Linked DNA regions of Mus musculus: region 2 is linked to region 1. A link is a contact called in public promoter capture Hi-C data. All regions are on one chromosome and are shown on one strand. Each heading gives the region's core, a stretch centred on a gene start, on an enhancer-like site or on the middle of the called end of the contact. The rest is flanking DNA. Distances are from core to core; before and after follow the strand shown. Region 1 has its middle 10 kb from the start of Apcs. Region 2 has its middle 77 kb from the start of Grem2.

Region 1 (6,518 bases), core at 3,839-6,338:
TATACTGTGGAACACACTGTGGCACACTACAGCTTCCACAATATTTTTTTTCTTTGTTGCAGGTGAGGGGAGCTTGCAAGGGTGGAAGATAGTTACAAGTGGAGGGGCAAATGAGTGGGATTGAGGTGTATGATACTAAATTCACAAAGAACAGATAGAAAGTTGACTTCATACTAAAGATACGAGGATAGTTAACATATGTAAATCAATAAATGTAATCCACCACATAGGCACATTGAAGGATAGGAGCCACACCATCATCTTATTAGATGCAGAAAAGATTATCAACAAAATCCAACAACTCTTCATGATAATAATCCTAGAATCTAGAGAATCGAGCAGATATATTTACTTCAACATATTTCAGCAAAATAAAGAAAATGTACAGTGAATATCATACTAAATGGTGAAAGAAAGAGAAATAATAATTTCCACTAAAATCAAGAACAAAACAAGTTTATCCATACTCTGCATTCTTATTTAGTGCTTGAAGACTTAGCTAAAGCAATAAGTCAAGTGAATGAGATAAAGTTAACATAAATATGAAAAGAAATCAAAGTGCTCTTATTTGTAGATGAACTAATTCTATACACAAAAGACCCTGAGACTGCAAGGGAACTCCTAACAATGATAAACATATTCAGAAAACAATTTAAATACCACGTTAACACACAAGAAAAGTCATTGGGGAGACGGCAGAAAGACTATAAACATCAGAAGGCCAGGACATCTTCTATGAGTCAATGGCTTCTGTATATGATAGGGAAGCTACTCTCATGAAAATTCAACATTATTGTTGCATAAACAAGACCTGCACAATGACACTGGTTGACAAGTGAACATGAGTGGGATACATCCCACAAGGAACCCCTTTGAGGTTTTCCTACCTCTGCCCTTGTGCTCCAGTTAAGACTACTGGTGAATGGTTAAACAGAAAACAATCTACTTATATACATACATAGTGAGAAAGAAATCAGAGAAACAATACCATTCACAATATCTTTAAAAATTAAAATATCTAAGAATAAATCCTACCAAGAAAGTGAGTTGTGCAACAACTTTAAGACACTAAAGAATGAATAAGATGCTGGAAGGTGGAAAGAGCACCCCACCCATGTGCTGGATTGCTAGGATTAACATTGTAGATATAGTTATGATCCAAAAGGAGGCTACAAATTCAGTGCAATCTTCCATAACACTCCTGGGCTAATTCTTCACAGATATTGGAAAATTAATCTTAAATTTCATATGGAAACCTGGAAGACCCAGGATAGCTAAAATAATCCTGAATGATAAAAATGCTATTGAAAATCACACTATCCATAATGTCAAACTTGGCAGCTATTTATAGAAGAATAGAGCTAGGGCTGTATTTCTCACCCTACACAGAACTCAAATACAAATAACTGAATCGGAAAGATTCTGTGAGCTTGAGGATGGAAAGACATAGAGAAGGGAAGTATAATATAGGACTAGGTTTAGATGGAATTGCCATATAATAGGGGAGGTGGAAGGAGACATGTTTCACCTGGATATGACATGATATTAAATAAAGAGCCCAGATTCAGGAATAGGTTGTCTTTTTTTGAGTTGTTTTTCAGTGGGGTTCCATGTACTCCCAACACTGCTGCTGCTCTTGGTCACCCTCCAAATTGTGATGGTAAGCATCCACAGCTAAAGATACCACAAACTTGATTCATAGAACACAGAGAAATCAGGCTGGTAGCAAATTAAGCTTCACCCATACTGGCTAGCTTTCATGGCGCTAAAAGTTGTGATGCAGGATACATGAGAAGAAAAATAATCGTCAGCCATATTAATCTGTAAACCAATATGAATTACAGAAATGACCAATCTAACTTCCTAGGACACTTACCTCCTAATAGTCTATTTCAATAAGATTGCAATAGTGGCATCCGTTGATAAAATTAATCCCCTCATGCTGCCCTTACCTTTCAATAGTGTCATCAGCAGGACACCAAGCCTTCAACACATGAGTCATTTATAGTGACACTTCATACCAAAATCATAATTTAATACTGAGTGAGACATAAATACTCAGCAACTTATATCTTGAGTAAATACACAGTAAATATTCCTTTTAAAGATATATCTTTCAAATAGAAATAATTCCATAAAGATGAAATATCAAAGACTCAAAGTACTGATAATCTGAAAGAAGAGATAGGGTGACCAGTCTCTCCCACATGAAGTAAATAATAGAAGAGGAGAAAGTAATTTCTGCTACTTCTGATGATGGTGTTGAAGATGAAGATAATAGTGATGATGATGGTGATTGTAATCATTGAGGTGACATCTTCTGGGAAGTGTTTTCTGAAAGCACAAAGAGGCCGTGTTCCAGAGATGGCCAAGGTTGTACTCCTGCTGCAGCAGGACTTGGTAATATGTAAGGGTCATCCAGGTGGTACTGGTTTTGAAGGCATGAAGGGGTCACGCAAAGCAGCTGAGGCTCGGCACTGTGAGAGGCCATGGAAGGCCATTGGTGACGGTGCAGCCTCAGTTGCAATTGAAGGCCCAGGACTGAAGGGGTCATGCAGTGTTTTGGAGATGCCAGTACCATGAGATGACCACCAAGAGCAGCAGCAGCAGTGGAGTACAGGCATCTGGAGCCTAGAGGATGACGCGTGTGCTACAAAGGGCCTGGCTGGAGAAGTGACCCAAGCCCTTGGAGGAGCCCAGAAGATCGTGAGTGGATCCCAGACATTGGACGGTTGGAGATGGTGCTGCTGATGGTGGTGGTGGTAGTGATGGCGATGATGATGATGACGATGATGATGACGATGATGATGATAATGATAATGATGATGATAGTGGTGGCAGCCACTATCAAAGAGGAGAAGAGGGAAGAAAAATAGGAAACAAAAGAGGATAAAAAAGAGAAAAGGAGGAGGAGAAAGTGGAGGATAAAGAGGACGAGAATTCTACCAATATCATCATTTGTAGAGACAAACCACTTCAAATATATTTTCCATCACGTTCTGCTCTAGTAACTCATATCTGGCCTTATAGACTACCATTTCTCAGCCAACCCAAAAATTTCTTTTGTATTCTTTTATTACTTTGGTTAAAATATATTTATATGTGTCGATGTACCTGACTACATACATCATTGAAATATGAAATTCACTTCTTACTGTAATTTTTTTGGCAAAACTGTTTTAGAAAAACCTTATTACAGAGCAATATATATTCACCTTTGTTAAATCAGAGATTTTATTGAAACTCTGATTCTGAGATTGGAGACATGATGCCCACGATTGCAATATTTTTTTGTTCAGTTTCAAAAAATTCTCAAAACCACTAAAATGAGTTTCAAAATCCACCACTATCCTAATGCTAAGAATTACCTCTAAAAGTACATTAGGAATTGATCCTCACTGAAACATTGACATCTCCTATTCTCATGGCTACTCTGATGAGTAAGAGAGACAGGAGTCTCTAGAAGGAGATGTTTCTGATCCTATAATCTTTAACTTTCAACAGCCTATTGGGAGGAAATAAAAACATGGGTGGCCAAAAAGTGTGTCTTCCACCTGCTTTAGTGACTGTGAAAACACATAAGACAAAACTGAAAAGAGTTGACAGGAAGTTAAAATAATCCAAATATCCCCAAACTATACAAGTGACTACCACAATATATTTTCTAGCTCTATCTCACAGTGGACATACCCCAGAGGGATACTATCTTATGTACTGTGTGGAAGCATTCCATGTCAATAAAAAACCTTATGGCCTAGTAAAAGGCAGGGAGTAGAAGGTGGGAGTTCTACTAGAGAGAGAGGGCACTCTGGGATAGGGTCAGACATGAGAAGATTTACCCCACTCTCTGAATAAGTTAGACATATGAAAATGTGGATTGGTAACCAGTCATGTGGCAGACACAGAATAGGACAAACAGGTTAAATAAGTTATAAGCTCATAGGGTAACAAGCCTAGCTTAGAGCCATAAGCATTCACATCAATAAGTCTCCAAGTTGTTATTAAGAAATTGGGACTCAGGTAGAACAACCCATGGTTACAATGTCCCAAATTTGTCTTAATCACTTGCATAATGACCTACTCAAGAAGAAAAGATAAAGACATAGAGGGACTTTCTCAAAAATATTTGGCCAAAAAGGAAACATGATTAAAAATAAACCATCGGCCTCTCTGTCCCACCCTGTGCCAACATATCCACTCAAAGAAGACACAAGGACTTTTGGCAGGTTTGAGTCATTAAAAATTATAGTTGACATTTACAATGGAGTGCTCAAAGATATTTGCACACAACTAGCCACTACTGACCCAGTTACCATGCAGCCTCCATGGAATATAATCATTCTCAAAAGATTTCAAGAGGGAAGAAGAGGACACCCAGGACACAGGTGCCATTTCCTGAGAAGTACTCATCTTCATTGTAGTAGCATGGAGACTATAAGGATAATGTGGTTTAAAAGAGATCTGTTGCCTCTGACAATACACACTATCTGCATGGTCAGCCAGGATAATCCATGGAAGCAAGAGCATTTCTTTGCTGAAAGTCTTTATTTTCCAACCATCAAATGGTAAAATCACACATTTTGAAATACCCATCAAGGGTCAAATGATGGAACTGAGAGTCTCAAGTTGTCCCTTGGATTACTTAACTGAAGTTATTCCTGCCATCATCACTGCTAGGTACCATTCAAAGATAAAAGTCAAATGCTGAAAGGCCAGGAGAAGTGAGAGTCAGGAGGACTTTCAATCACAATGCTCACCCGTAAGAATACGTCATCAAAGTACTACTTGAGAGCTGTTGTGTGGTGGTAATGAGCAGCAGAGTTGTAATCTTAGCTTCTGCCTTCTTTGGGGAGCTCAAGTAGAAGAACAGCCTAAGTGCTTCAGCTAATTTACAACAAAGCTCTCTATTTTGTCCACTTGTGAGATGTGAAATGCAAAAGATACCATATACACAGTTGTGGACAGAAGGATTTCTTAATAGATTGACTCATTTCATCAGGGGACCTTTAGTCTGGAGTAATGCAGGAAAAACCTTGCCCCAGACTAGAAGTCCCCTGATGAAATGAGTCAATCTATTAAGAAATCCTTCTGTCCACAACTGTGTATGTTGTACTCTTTGCTTCTGTGTATCTAAGTCAGTAAACAATAAGGATCTAGAGCTGAGTGCTGAGCATTGGGTAAAAGGCCCCTTTTATATTTAACTTATCTATTTGGGCTAAATCTAGGCCATAATGACAGCTATTCAAGACAAGAACTATGCAAAAATGGAGGCATAAACACAAATGATGAAATACTCGACACTATGATGGCAATGAGCATTGATACAGGAAATAGAAATGAAGCCCATGCACTTACTGTGATTAATAGACACTATTTCCTTCAAGAGTAATAATAATACAGGAGCGATTCATGGTAGAATGACACAGGAGTAGGTCAGTATAGCACAGAAGACTTAATGGAGCATAGATATGATGTAGACAACTGTTATGATCAATACTCAAGAAAAGTGCCACACACTAGTCTTATTTCCAAGGTCCATATCTCAAGAATATCTAGGCAATCACACAGCAGTGAATTGTGGTTCAAAATGACAAAGGACAAGAAAGTTGTGAAGAGCTCTCACCTGTGAGGCTAAAGAGCACTGCAGAATGCTGAACTAGCCACTGTGTTTAGTGCTCAGTGGTTTGTGTAATCTACAGTGATAGCATCACATTCTAGTAAGGATAGAGAGGATGGCAGTCACCGGTGCTAGGAATACCAGAAAAAGTGAACCGTGCAACTTCAGTGAGGCTCTTGCTCTGTATTTTAATGGGTTGGAAATGGCAATGAAAGGGATCTGTAACCACCCCACCTTAGGATCCATCCCATCTACAGACACCAAACCCCAACACTATTGCTGATGCCAAGAAGTGCTTGCAAAAAGGAGCCTAGTATAGCTGTCCTCTGAGAGGCTCTGGCAGCATCTGACTGAAACAGATGAAGAACAGCCAAGCATTGGGCTAAGACTGGGGACCCCAATAGAAGAGTTAGGGGAAAGACTGAAGGAGCTGAAGGGGATTGCAACCCCATATAAAAACATAATATCAACTAACCGGACCCCTCAGAATTCCCAGGGACTCAACCACCAACCAAAGAGCATACATGAGTCATTCCATGGTTCCCACTACATATGTAGCAGAGGACTGCCTTATCCGGCATCAATGGGAAGGGAGGTCCTTGGTCCTGTGGAGGCTTTTTGCCCCAGCAAAGGAGGATGCTAGAGGGGTGAAGCAGGAGTCAATGGGTGGTGAAGAACACCCTTTTAGAAGCAAAAGGGAGAGGGAGGAAGTGGGGAATTTGCAGAGGGGAGATCAGGAAAGAGGACAACATTTGAAATGTAAAAAATTAAATTAATAATAATAATAAAGAAATGGGTCTGTAAGGTAGGAAAGGTCCTCAGATGTGAACTTTTAGTCATGAAGGAAGGATGGCACAAGGGAAAACAGAATGATAAATATGATACATAATAGCTCCAGCTG
Region 2 (7,224 bases), core at 1,182-3,681, 2.1 Mb before region 1:
ATACATGTACAGAAACAAGAAATCAAGGCAAGAACTTAAAAGTCACTATAAACATATAGCGTTTACTTATGTTGTATTTGTGTTTCAATCTTCATAGAGAGTAATCATGAAACAGTAATATTTAGCATTTGGGAAATAATGGATCATTTGATCACTTCCTTCCTTTTTCAGCAAAAGGAGACATTTTTTTATAGACTATTTTTTTTGCCCAAGGATTCGGTGATTCTAAGACAAAGGATGAAGGGACATAGATCCTACCAGTCAACCTAGGCTATCTACCCCAGTTCTTAGCATAACTCTTGCCTATCCTTTCTCACTATTCACAATGTTTAAGCCTTTTCTGTCCATTTTGTTTGAGATCACAAGCCTGGCAATTAGTTATTTATTGAACTCTTATCAAATATTTGCTAAGTATAAGGCAAAAAGACCTAGAAATTTATAACAATAACCCCTCCCTCTTTCTCTCTCACATAAGTCTAAATGTGTGAAAGATCTATAACAGAAATACTCAATATCTCTGGATCCACAATGAAAACCAATGTAGCAAACACTAAGAACACACAAGAATGAGGACCTCATTAAACAGGCAGATGGCAGTGTTCTCACAAATTAAGACAGCATTGGTGCTTTGACCTTACCATCCTATCCCAACCATTCCTCCTTGAACGTCTTAGCATTTTCAGAATAAAATGTGACCCAATACACACTTTGAAAAGGAGTTCTAAAGTTTCTTATTGAGGACATTCAGACATGCTGAACTGTGCTTATGGGCATGCCTCCTTATTAGTAGATTGGGTAACCCAGGCATTTATAATTATAATTATATCATATATTCTCATCCACTTCTTGGTATTATTAGATTTCACAAAGTCATACTTTTCATGAAGTTACTGGTATTTTGTCCTTCATTTTTTTGATATTGGTAAGATAGTAAATGAAGCTTTTAAATTAGATTTATGGTAGCAATATAAAGTGAAAAGTATGTCATGGCAGCCCATGTAGGCTGAGGAGCAGAATGCTGCCATCACTAGATCAACAGCAAAAGACAATATGTCTTTAATGAATTTATTACTAGATCCTGAATATGTGGCCAGAAGATTTGTACCCAACAGGTAAAATTCTATAAATCTCTATTTCAAATGTCACTGAACATAGTTTCACTCTTCAACCTATCCTGTAGTCTCTAGAGAAACCCACCAGGCAGGAGGGCAAAATGAAAGACTTACTGTGTAAGCCACTAGTAAAGCTAGCACTATTAGCAAGGGCAAGTGAATGGAAGATAAAACATGACCTGTGTTGTCAATGAGGTGAATTCATGTTCAGCCTTGATCCATTTCTATGGCCAATAACCAGGGGAAGTAAAGTCAAGTCTTTCCTTCGAACTTCAAAAGTCAGCAGGCAGAGGACAAAGAAGCAATGGGCCATAAAAGATCAGGGCTGAGCTACATTCTTCAAAGGCCAGAAGCAGATCATGTTTTAATACCTGGATCTGGGACATGCCAACTGCTAAACCAAGAACTAGATGAGCCCCAAGTGAACCTCACTCATTTTGTTTGAAGGTTGGTACTAGAAGTACCACATTATAATGGACTTTTTAAAGTGAATCCATCCAACAGGAATATGTACACTGAAGAAGTCAGAGAAAGACTGAAAATGGAGGAATTGGGTCATTAGAAGGGAGGGAGAATATAGTGATCCTGTTTTCAGGATGTCTTCGTTATCTTTAGATATATATCCTTTCTTGTCCTTCCAGAATCTCAATCAACAGTTATGGTTTATACTATATGACAGAGCATTTGTGTTAGACATTCAAGCAACTTAAGTTGTTTAAAACTAATAGTCTCCATGTATCTCTCTCTCTCTCTCTCTCTCTCTCTCTCTCTCTCTCTCTCTCTGTCTCTCTCTCTCAAATGAGATGAAAGACAATCACAGTGAGGAGGAAAAAATATATTATTATGTCCCACAACCATGACATCGGTCCGTTCACAATGGTGACTAGGTGGTCGAAATCTACAAATGCAATATCTGGAGATTTCCTATGTGCCAGAAAACTGTGGCACCTAACACAGCCTCTCTGACACCTCCATTTCCCCCTCTGCTTTCTCTTTGGGGAGCCAGGGTCCTCTGCTTGCTAGCAACAAAGAATACAGCAGATGGCAGCAAGCAGCTGCCACATGCTCTGAGCTTATCATGTCCAAGTCCTGTTCAGCCCGGCTGAAGGAAGGTTGAAAGGGGAGGTAACTTGTCAGATTTCTGTGTTCTCTTTTTCTTCTTCTGTCTCTGCCTTTCCTCCAACTAGAAAGAAAGAAGCATTTAATCTCTAACTAGCACATAAAATCAGCAATTAGAGGCTGGACAAGAACACAGGTTTGTTCCTGAAGGCTGAGCCCTACCTGAGTCTGAACAGTAGTGGAAGAAGGCCACACTTGCTGCCTGCCCTGCTGCCTTGTTCACTTCTCAGCCTTCAGGGGCTATTGAGCATTCCTTGGATATACATTCTGAGAACACTCATCCAAAGCCAAATTCTTCATAGGCCATTTCTACTCCCTCTACCTGTCCATCTTACACCAGCAGCCACGCAGAGGACACAGGTAGCAGGAAGGCCTGAGAGCCCCCAGCTTTCAGCCCAGGAGCGCAGAGATAAGCTTGGATTCTCCTAACTCAGCCTCTGCAGACCACAGCAGAGCTGTCAACATGCCCTGTACTTCTCTGAGCCCCTGCCTTTAAACTTGTCCTGTTTAACTCAGCTCAGAAGCCTGGAATCTGTGAAAGTAAACATTTCTTATCCCTTGGATAATCTGGATAATGCAATTTAAAATACAGACGTCTATTCCCTGGACAAACACAACTGCCCTGACGTTAATGGGGCCATTTATCTGTGTTGAAGTTGGTAAGCCATGAGCACTGTTGGTGATGTTGGGATTTGGGGGATCTGATTAGCTCTGTAGTTCAAGTGACAGTAAGAACAGTGCCTGTGGCATGGGTTGGTTTCTCCTATCTTTTGGGTCATTGAATAACTTGAATCTTTTCTCCTCTGTGCTAAAATCTGAAAGGTAAGGTTTTGGTTTTTTTCTCGATTTAGACAGTCCAGTTTATTTTTCATAACTATCAAGGCGTACCTCAGCCTGGCATCCTGTTTCAGTGAGGTTCTCCAAACTTAAAATTTCTACAAAAGACAGACCCTGCAGGAAACTAGGATTACAGGTTTTAGCACCAAGTCTTTGAATTCAAAATATTTAAAAATACCTTCAGTACGTGGATGCATTTGGAGCTACCACACCTTCCTGCCTGGCTCACTAACTGGAAGTTCAGGCTTTCCTATTCAATTGACCCTGACTGTCTCAGGTGATCGCATCGCACAAACAGTGCAATCACAGTACAAAACTCAGCCGATGGACTTTCTAAAACTGGTTCATACAAAGTGTTGAAATAGAGTACAGAATGTTAAAACAGAGTCCTGAAAGAAAAAAGAAACCACTCCCAAATACCTTTGCAAAGTGAAGCAAAATGTGGATATCCACATTTTAGTAGAAGTTGGATAAGAACATTTTCCTCCCCTGCATCATTTCTGGGATGAACCATTTGGCTAAATCTCTGGTTTCTTAGCAACAGATAGTAACTGATTAGGTAAGTGATTCCTATTTATCCTAATAAAAAAATTATGAAATAGTGAAAATGTGAATCTATTAGCAAAATGAGAGAAAAATTCAAATCTCTAAGAGATGTTTCTTAGAAGCCTTTCAAAATACTTTAAAAACACTTTGAAAAAAATCCAACTTGCGAACTTTGAATTTTATCTCAGTCCATTGTCCTGAAGTCCAACTATTGAGAAATAACTCCCCAGGAAAGGCCCTTGCCTGCTTTATTCAGCTCAATGGTGTATCTACTTCAGGAAGACTGTCAAGCTACAGGCTACTTGGAGGGTCTCATGATATTTACCTTTCTTTTTTATCTTTTTGCAGCTCACTGACTTCACTGAATAACTAGGCAGCAGACTTCATGATCTATTTCTTACACCACCACACCCCGGGGGCCACCTCACCACTGGGGTTGCTGATGAGTGTCACTGTGTCTGTGACTTTATTTGGGTGCTGAGCTGGGCTAAGGTCTTCATGTTGCATGGCAAAAACACTCTGTTAACTGAATCATCTCACTAGTCTTGAAACACAGCTATCCTAAAAGTTCCCCCAGAGATGGAGAACAAATTCTCTATGCATTTAATGTTCTCTTCCTATTAAAGGCCATTTTGCTTCTCTTATAGAAGTGGGTTGCAAAGGCAGATAGCCTTTAAAATAAGCACGAATTTACTATTGTATATGAGAACAGGATGATACAAAGCAGAGCAAGACAGGCTTCCCAGAGTGTACCAGCTCAAAATCCCCCAAAGAACACATGATTTGTACAAATTCCTCTGGATTGGGATGCTGTGTACATTTTCGAGTGAAGGGAAAAAATGGAATAATTTCAAGGCTTTCTAGAAACAGATAAGAATTGGGTAAAAGGGAGAATCACATACCACTTGACGGCTGACACTGTCCTGCCGGCCAGAGGAAAGAGGTGAGAAGCCAGACATAGAGCCCTGGTTTTCCCAAGGTCACCCAGGCTCTAACCAGAATAAAATAAAAATGCACAAAATGTAGAACAACACAATCTCTTTTCTTTGAACAATTTAGAGAGTAGATACAAAGCAAAAACCTAAAACTGCAACACAACTATCTATATTATATATTATTGCATAATATATAATCGTAATTATGTATAATATATTATAGAGTATTAGTATATTCATATGTTATTATATTTTGGATAGTACATATATTATGTAGTAAATCACAGAAGCTGCACATGTTTGAAGAAAAAGCAACTGCAACTTGAGAGCTTCTTTATCTGTAGGAGTGTAGCGTTGCTCTGAGAATCCACAAAAAACCTACTATCTTCATCCACAAGAATTGTAATGGTGTGTGCGTGCATTTGTGCATGGCTCTGCCATTGGCTTGGCTTGTGAAATGTCACTGATGCTCATTTTGCATGGATAACAAACTAGTAACTCCTGCACCCAGTGATTTCTGAGTCCTTGATTCTCTCTCTCTCTCTCTCTCTCTCTCTCTCTCTCTCTCTCTCTTTCTTTCTTTTTTCTTTTATTTTTTTAATTTCTTTAGTTTCTGCCTTTGAATCCATTTTGTAAATTACTGGACAGGTAAAGAGAAGCAAGGCTATTAGCGAGAGAAGGTCAGCTCCGTCCTAAGGAAATATTAGTGGTGGATTGATGCCCTCCAGCCTGCCTCCAAGAAAAATACAAGGAAATAAAATAGCTAAGTGGAGAGTATGACATACCAAGAAGGAGTACATGCTAAATTTCTTTCACTGTGAATTGACAATTAAGCATATTAACATTTTTATTATGTTTTTTACTAACAGGTAGCATTTTTTCAAACCATTAAGATCTCAGAAAAGTATTACATGACTGTGTCACTGTTATGGATTTTAAGACAGTTGCCCGGCATGGAATGACACAGTATCTCCCTCCCTCTCAAATGATTGTTTCTCAATCATATTTTGCACCAGGAATGGCCTAATGGTCTGGTCATGTTCCAGAGGTACAAGAAGAAAACATGTTTAAGAGCATTTCTTCAGCCCGTGAGTCCCAGTGTTAAGATGGAAGTCTGAATTGAAAAGGCAGAATGACTTACAACAACCAGTCAGAGGAAAGCATGGGATTCATATCCCAGATGGAAAATCTGGGAAGAAGAGGCAGAGATACCAAACCTTTCTTTCTTTGGCAAATACAAAATGCAGGCTGCACCTCAAGCCTGCTTCCAGGATTTGCTAAATAAGAATTTCATGGCAAATTATCAAGAGCCTGCAGAACCACTTGGTTTGTAACCCACATACTGCTCGGTGTCACTTTCCTGTTGTTCTGCTAGAAGTTATTCATATTGAAGACAGCAGTGGATCCTGGCCTTAGACAACCAAAGAATCAATAAGATTGTGCTGGCATCAGCTGCGTGAGCCTTAGAATAGAAATTACTTGAACCCTCATAATGTTTGTTAGTAGAGTTCCTTTTGATCTGTTGAAGTCTTAAATGATCAGCAGAGAGGAGTTCTATAAAATGCTCTCTTCATTCAGTTCTTCACTCTGCTTGGTCTGAGTTTTCTTAAGTTGCCAAATAAACAAGGTCAGGTCAAAAGGCTTCCAAAACAGTCCAGCTATCCCCTCTCCCACTCTTGGTGATGTTGTAACAGGAAATAGGAACCTAAGTCTGAGTGTTTACCATTTATAGATCTGCACGTATATCCAGAAGAGCTAATTGAAGAGAAAGTGAAGAGAGAATATGGTTCTTGGAGTATAGAAAACCAAGACCCAAAGTCTTTTTTCCAAGTTCTTGATGTTTTAGAGTAAAAACAGAAGCCGAAGGCTAATTAGCAGTTAGAGGGTAGATCTGGACAGCAGCTATCCTATAAGGCTTGCAAAGCACATATAAACTCCATGTGGTTTGGCAAGAAAGCAAAAAAAGGGTGTCCCAGTCCCATGCCTAAACTGACTGCCAGCCGACATATCTATTGCCCAGTCTTTTCTCTTTGTGCCAGATGAAGACAATATTAGACGTGAAGTGGAGAGAAATTTAATGTATTATATTTCCTAAGAGAAAGGTGTGTGGTCTGAGTTCTGAGTGTTTTCACCACCTTCAGCACCTAGACCTTCTGGATTTGTTTCATACCAACACATGCAGAGAGTATCTTTACTGCATTGACTATCCTCGGTGTGGTAAAAAGGTCTTTTGCTTTCTGCTTTCTTTAGAGGATGAACACAGGGCCTGCACTCAGGAGACTCTGCCCCTCAGTGGCTTGTCAAAGCCAGATAAAAGTGTGACCTGCTTTTCTTAAAGGCAAATGAACAATGCAGGCACCCAGTAATGATGCCCTTGGTTTTGAAGGATATTTGTATGCTTAGTGGAAAATGTAATCCCTTTAATTCCATGAGACTTCAGTGCACTAATTGTTCCTGGCCCTTATCCTGGATTTCCTTTCCACATCAAGGTCATTGCCATCACCTGAGTTCATCTGTATCTGGGGATTACACAGATGAGTCAGACAGGGTCATCACTCATCAGTAATCCCAGTTATGCCTAAATAGCAATCCAGGCCTTCACGTTTACAGTATGACCAATCAAGAAATATATCTATAACGGAGGATACCCAATACCCTGCTCTGTCCTCCACATG

Evidence for each region. Promoter capture Hi-C pulls out the DNA fragments that hold promoters and counts their contacts.
Region 2: a promoter capture Hi-C map of liver shows a contact between it and region 1, with 2.3 times the contacts expected there. The contact joins two enhancer-like sites. A contact is called at or near these places in 3 of 39 promoter capture datasets (hippocampal neurons, liver and pre-B cells).

The regions. Positions count from the first base shown.
Region 1 is chr1:172,902,066-172,908,583 of GRCm38.p6, reverse strand. No RefSeq gene overlaps it. Among named protein-coding and RNA genes, the nearest start is that of Apcs, 10 kb to the right of the region's middle. Within about 2 kb of position 5,088, at least 10 of the 459 cell types and tissues checked have an H3K27ac peak or open chromatin away from gene starts, as enhancers often do. A contact at or near this core is called in liver, where this site is marked.
Region 2 is chr1:174,994,943-175,002,166 of GRCm38.p6, reverse strand. No RefSeq gene overlaps it. Among named protein-coding and RNA genes, the nearest start is that of Grem2, 77 kb to the right of the region's middle. Within about 2 kb of position 2,431, at least 8 of the 459 cell types and tissues checked have an H3K27ac peak or open chromatin away from gene starts, as enhancers often do. A contact at or near this core is called in liver, where this site is marked.